2 separate regions of the Ovis aries genome follow, and region 1 is linked to region 2. A link is a contact called in public Hi-C data. All regions are on one chromosome and are shown on one strand. The core of a region is the stretch at or near the end of the contact, and the rest is flanking DNA. Distances in the headings are between cores, read along the strand shown.

Region 1 (2,980 bases), core at 181-2,680, 320 kb after region 2:
ATCTTTAGTAAGCAGGACTCTAAGTCAGGGATAATAACCGACTTAGTATTACTGAGCACTTCCTGTATTCCAGATACTGTGCAAAGGGCTTACATACAAGTCACATTTATTGTCATAAAAAACTATTATAATACCCACTTTAATAAGTACTGGTTAAAATTTTGAGAAGTAAATTATCTAAGAGCACACTGCTAATGAGTGGCAAAGCTTGGTAGGTCTGACCCCATGGCATATGCTCTTAATCCTCCCTTAACAGAGTGCAGCATGTTTAGGCAGAGGGAAAAGTAGGCAGCATCCCAGTCACACCCACAACCTCAGTCAATGGGACAGCAGGTGGTGGGGTCTGGAGCTAAGCGGGCCAATCAAAGAAATCCTAAATTGGGTTGCGAGTCTGGGCCATTATACTTCCCCTGGGAAGAAAAATGCTTCATGGGAAAATGGCTTTACCCATTCTCGGTTACTGACGGCCTGCTTCAGTCCTGAAGAGACCTAGGCTGTGCAACACAGCATCTACCCCAGGATACAACAGGCCTCCTGAAGACAGAGCTCTGAGCACTCAAGGGACAGATCCCATTTCTATCCATTTGATATGACTTTTCTGTCATGATACTTTACAAAGGACGTGGGTGTCAAATACATGGGATAGTTAGATGAATGGGTTGAGGGATTTCCTAAAGCAGATGGCACCTGGCCTGTTAGGCACGAGAACCAGTCTGATCACAGCCATGAGAAGCGACAGCGTCCCGTTTGCACAGTCCTGCATAGAAAGTGCCTTCAACGAGAGCGAGTAGTGCCCTTGTGCAAATTTTAAAAGGCTCTCTTAAGCGAAAGCTTAATTTCGTGGATTACCCCCATCCGTGCACACCTCTGCATCCCCGTAGGGGCGGGAGGCGGCCGACCTTGGCAGCAAAACCAACTGCTGCGCCTCGTCTCTTCTAAACCTTCGACTCTTGGCTTCCCGTCCTCAAACAGGAATCGCGCTGCATTTGGAGTTCCCCATTTCCCACGTACATACAGGTGTTATCTAAAGACACTGGGGTTGGGACGAGAAAGAGGTCTAAACTTCAGGCGCAACAGAGTTAAAGCGGCGCCAGTGAATACAGCGCATAGTAAAGATTTCAGGGCCGGCGCGCCTGCAAACTCCCCGAGTGCGCATGCTCTTGGAAGGGGCGCGAGTGCTGGGCGGGGCTGAGGTTGCTAGGCGACGTCTCACGGCCTCGCGTCAGCCTAGGCTGGCTGGCGGACCAGCTACTGGCCTGACGCCTAGCTCTCACGATCCTCACTCCATCTGAGCAGCCAATGGCCGCGCTTCCAGTGCCGCGTTCGCTCGAGTCACACGATGCCGGCAGCTGCGTAGGCCAATCACGGCTCTCAGAAGGCGGGGCGGAGCCCACGCAAGCCAATAACGGCGGAGGAGCCCGTCGACTCTCGAGTGGTAGCGCCTAGCGCAGCTCTGGAGGCGGCGGCTGCAGACTGGGTGGCGCGCAAGGTGAGGGACTGGGGTGGAGGGTCCTCGGTTGGCTCCCGCGTACAGAGGCCGGGACGGACGGCCTGGCGGCAGGTATTGGTGAAAACGAGTGAAATCTCTTAATGTCGGAACCAGGCAGTGGTCACAGCCCAGAGTGACAGAGTGACCAGAGTTCTACAAAAGGAAGAAGCAAGATCTGTTTGTATGCGCGGCGGGGCGCGCGGGTGGGAAGGGCGTCCTGGAAGGGTTCTAAAGGGTGAATAGCAACTGGGCAGAGGGCTATACCGGCAAGAGATGCTGTTTCGTGGCCAGAGAGGCCCGAAGCGGAGGACAGTCAGAGACCTTGGTGTATCAGTACGGAGTGTGGGGGCGAAAAGCTGAGAGTAAAGGAGAGCAGAGGCCCAGGTGTTTCATCTGTGGGGAGGCACTCCCTGAAACTTTAAGGGTCTGCCGAAGGGCTGAACCCCGTCTGCTGTTTGCATGAATGCTGGCGTCGTGTTTTAGAGGGAGGGTTTAAGAAGGGCACACTTGGAGGTGCCAGGCGTCCGGGCCGGGCAAAGGCCAACAGGCAGTGCTTGCAGGTCTCAGAGACAGGGAAACTTCAAAGTTTCTGGGTGGGTGTGTGGGGGGGGGAGCCACAGACAACTACATTTCTTTTTTTCTGAGTCTGTAGCAGACCTCAAGTCAATCCAATTGTGCAAGGATGAAAAAGAGAAATAAAATTCACTTGTTATTTCCCCTCTCCTCTCTTCCTTAATACCTATTTTTTGCTTTTGTTCAGTTGGCAGTAGTGTATCCTTTTCCCTCCCTTAAATCTAGAGAGTAAACTCCTGAATGTTAATTAAACCAGTTGTTTCTAAATTGGGAAGTGTTTGAAGACTTAATCCAGGCAGCAGAGATAGAGATCTGGAAAATTCTGTCCTAGATGACTAAGTAGATAGTGGCATCAGTTCACCAAGTTAAGTACGTAGGGAGGGAGTATGTGGGAAGGGTTGCAAGGAGTAGTGGCCGAATTTTGGGACATGTTGACTTTGCCATGCCTCCAAACTGCCTAAATTGGAGATGGCCAATGTACTTTGGATAATCAGAACCTGGGGTTTTAGAGAGAGAGAGAGGATATCAGCATATTCTCACAACAGGGAACAGATATGATCACTCCTGACACTGTAGAATAGTTGGAAGGAGTAAATCAAGCATCTCTGGGAAACTGTTCAGCCTCAATTGTTGAGCCTTTCTTTCTCAAAAGCTGTACCACAGACATACTAAATGGGAAAGTGCTGTATCCTTTCTTATCTCCTGGTTGAGTCTCTAGAACTGATATTTCTTCTGCTCAAAACCACCCATCGACCCCATCCCACCCTCTTTACTCTCTTTTAATCTAGTTAAATTAGATTTAACTGCCTTCCCTCCAGACTCCAGGTTTGAGTTTACATGCTTCTTTCTCTAGTATCTGTTCCCTGGGCCTCTGTGTTTTATATTTCCAACCTTTTATTGCTCTTATCACAGATGTTG
Region 2 (3,320 bases), core at 519-3,018:
TCACACTGCTACCTGGAAAAGATACCTGTTGTTTGTCCACATCATCTCCTCCCTTTTTTGTCACAATTATTACTTCCCCTTTGGGGACCCAAAGTCTACCTCTGCAATCTCAAGGGGAATATCCTTCAGTGCTCTTCACCTTCCTCTGGTCTAAGGATGGTCATGAAACCAAAAAGGGTTAGGCCAATCTAACTCTCTCTTAGAGTAACAGAGCAAACAAAAGGCCATGGTTGAGATAGATCCATCCCAGAAGAGATTCTGAAAGGACTCCTGTCACTGGATCCCTTAAGCAGCCCTGGTTTGAATCCTTTCAGAGAATTAGGTGTTCATCTACCCTATATCCTTTCAAATAAATCCCTTTCTTCCTTAAAGTAGCCAAAATTGGTTTGCCCGCTTGCAAACAAAGAACCCAAACTAAAAAGTTTTTGTCTCTTAATTCATTTAGGCCTAGGACATGGCACATAGTTTTTAGCTTTCTCTTGGGTGGGAGAAATCATATCCACAAATACCAAAGGTAGGCAATTGTTCATACCTAAAGTAACCTAGCTATGTAGATATTGGTGAAACATTACTCTCCAATCTTCTGGTGAAACAAATTTCTAGGATTGTACTAATCCTAAAGCTAAAAGTTACAGATCCAAGAACCTGGAGGCAGCTTAGCACCAAGCAAGAAGCATTTACTGCACACATTTTTATGAGTCTCATTTTCCATTTAGATACTCATTTTCTCCACATATTTTCAATTCATGAATCTCACCCTTTAAAAATTCAAAAACAATCAATTTTTCTTTAAATATATGAATCTCAAATCCACTTTCAGGTGTTACAGTTAGCTTTCCACTTTCTCATAGTGTAAAAAACATGGGTTTTAGTCCTATCATTAGAAATTGTTTGGTCTTTATTTAGTCAAGATAATTGAACTATGGTCACTATTTGCACAAGAATCTAAGGTACTGTAGGGCTGGAATTGTATTTCAAGTGTCTTGCGTGATGCATCTCATTCAGCGGCAGGATCACAGTAATATGCCTATTAATTTATTAACTTAAATCAGTGCTTTAATATAACTATTAACTTTGCATTTTCTCAAGAGCAAGAATTTTGTAATTCAATGGGTAATCCAGTTAATTCTGGGCACAAATACATGCTTTTCCTAAAAATGTTTTAATACCCTCAAGCAAAGACTTTTACAGTTACGCTGCACTCTGTACACTGTAACTAGTGCAGTGGCTTCTAATAATCCTGTTTGGATCCACTTAAGATTTAAAAATCCCTTCACTCCTACCAGGCCTCCATTTAAAACATCATATTGTTTGTCTCCAATGCGGGTTTCCGTGTGATGATAGCGACAGATCTGCCCTCAGAGCCAAGGCCGGAGGCCAAGAGGAGGTGGACTCGCTCCTGCGCCCGAGGCCATGCGCGCATCGCTGGCCTCCCCAGTTCTGGGACCCGACACGCGACCGCAAGGGCTGGGCGCCCCTCCTGCTTCCTGTGACGAGAAAATAAGCCCAGGGCCAGCAAGGCGCGGACCCCGCCGGCGCCCCTGCGCCTCCTCCCACAAACCGCAGCCCGGTAACCGCGCGCAGAAGGATCCCCTCCGCCAAGTCTGTTCCCAACCCCGTCTCTGCCCAGGGCGCCCAGCATCAGAGGAGGGGTATGCGGGCCGGTGGCTCGCCACCTGCCACTGAGCACTCACGTCCTCCATACTGCCGGCCGCCGGAGGCCGCAGCCGGGCCGCCCAGCCTCCGCACCTGAGCCCGCGCCGCCTTCCGGGACACGCCCTGGGACCCACCCTTTGCTTTCAATTGGCCGAAGCGTAGAGGCGGGCCCCTCCTCCTCGCTCCAGGGCCCTGCTTCCGGCGGCAGTCCCAGGCCCGCCCCTCGCCCTCGATTGGCAGAGGGGCAGGAGTGATTGGTCCCGCCTCTTGCTTACTATTGGTAGACTCTGAGGGGGCTGATCCAATACCTCGATCCCGAATGGCCAAGGAGAAAGGGGGAGTGACCCTTCCCGAAGTCCCTCCCTGGGAGGCCGCTGGCTCTGGGAACGCTGCGGTGCCTACGGACTGCGAAACCTGCGCTAGTGTCCTAGGTTGGCCAGAGATTTGGGCGCTAATGGATGCGTTCTAAGTCCAATAATTGAACTACTTTTGGCCGTCAGCTGCTTCTTTATAAAGCATTATTTTTTCTCGGCTTTCTTTAGTTATTGTTTGCAGCGTAGACCTGTGCATAGGACCCGCGGTAGAATCCCAGGTTTTCATTGATAGCACAAAACTCCACCATCAGAGGAACACAAACAGAATAAAAACTGTTTTCGAGGACACAGTTAATGATTTCACCAGTGGGAAAGGAGGAAATAAGGGGTTTTTTTTTTTTTGGGGGGGGGGGGTTGGACTTTTTATTCCAAGTGAAATTGAACAAGAAATTTTATGGCATTTTTCTGAGACTACACTATCGTTTGTTAAAACGTGAAAGTGACGTTGTTCAGTCGTATCTGACTCTTTGCGACCCCGTGGACTGTAGCCTACCAGGCTCCTCCGACCATGGGATTCTCCAGGCAAGAATACTGGAGCGGGTTGCTGTTTCCTTCTCCAGGGGAACTCCCAGCCCAGGGATCAAACCCAGGTCTCCCGCATTGGAGGCAGACGCTTTAACCTCTGAGCTACCAGGGAAGCCTGGTTAAAGTGTTAAGAAAGTTAAAAATGTTGTCAATATCAGCCCCCATTCTATTGTTATATTGTAGTAATAAACTTTCATACTTTTTAATGCTTATTTGTACATTGTGTATGGTGTAATCTTGTTTATACCATTGTTGAAATAAAATTATTTACGTATCAGCCAAGAAAAAGATGGAAGAGCAAGCAGATCAAGCCAGTCAATCCTAAAGGAAATCAACCTGAATATTCATTGGAAAGACTGATGCTGAAGCTGAAGCTCCAACAGTTTGGTCACCTGGTGTGAAGAGCCGACTCATTAGAAAAGATTCTGTTGCTGGAAAAGATTGAGAGCAGGAGGAGAAGGGGGCAACAGAGGGTGAGATGGTTGGATGGCATCACCAACTTGATAGCTATGAGTTTGAACAAATTCAGGGATGTAGTGAAGGACAGGGTAGCCCAGCTTTCTGCTGTCCATGAGGTCACAGACAGTTGAACTTAGCAACTGAGCAACAACAAAATAAAAGATGAACTTTTGATCTTTAAAATCTCAAGGCAACTTTAAATCTGTAAAGTTTTCTGAGACACTATGAATTATATCTCAAGAGCTTTGTCTAGAAGTGCATTTCCCCTCAACATTGTATTTTAAAAGTTTTCAAACCTGGGAAACT

What was found. Hi-C and Micro-C count contacts between places; a contact is called where the count stands out from the background.
Region 1: a Hi-C map of tail adipose tissue shows a contact between it and region 2, with 3 times the contacts expected there. The contact joins the promoter of MSMO1 here to the promoter of TMEM192 in region 2. A contact is called at or near these places in 3 of 16 Hi-C or Micro-C datasets (blood, omental adipose tissue and tail adipose tissue).

The regions. Positions count from the first base shown.
Region 1 is chr17:714,601-717,580 of ARS-UI_Ramb_v3.0, forward strand. It overlaps MSMO1 (methylsterol monooxygenase 1), which reads left to right and starts at 1,431. Exons shown (of 6, transcript XM_027980306.2): 1 at 1,431-1,561.
Region 2 is chr17:394,596-397,915 of ARS-UI_Ramb_v3.0, forward strand. It overlaps TMEM192 (transmembrane protein 192), which reads right to left and starts at 1,769. Exons shown (of 5, transcript XM_027980300.3): 1 at 1,695-1,769. The coding sequence starts at 1,703.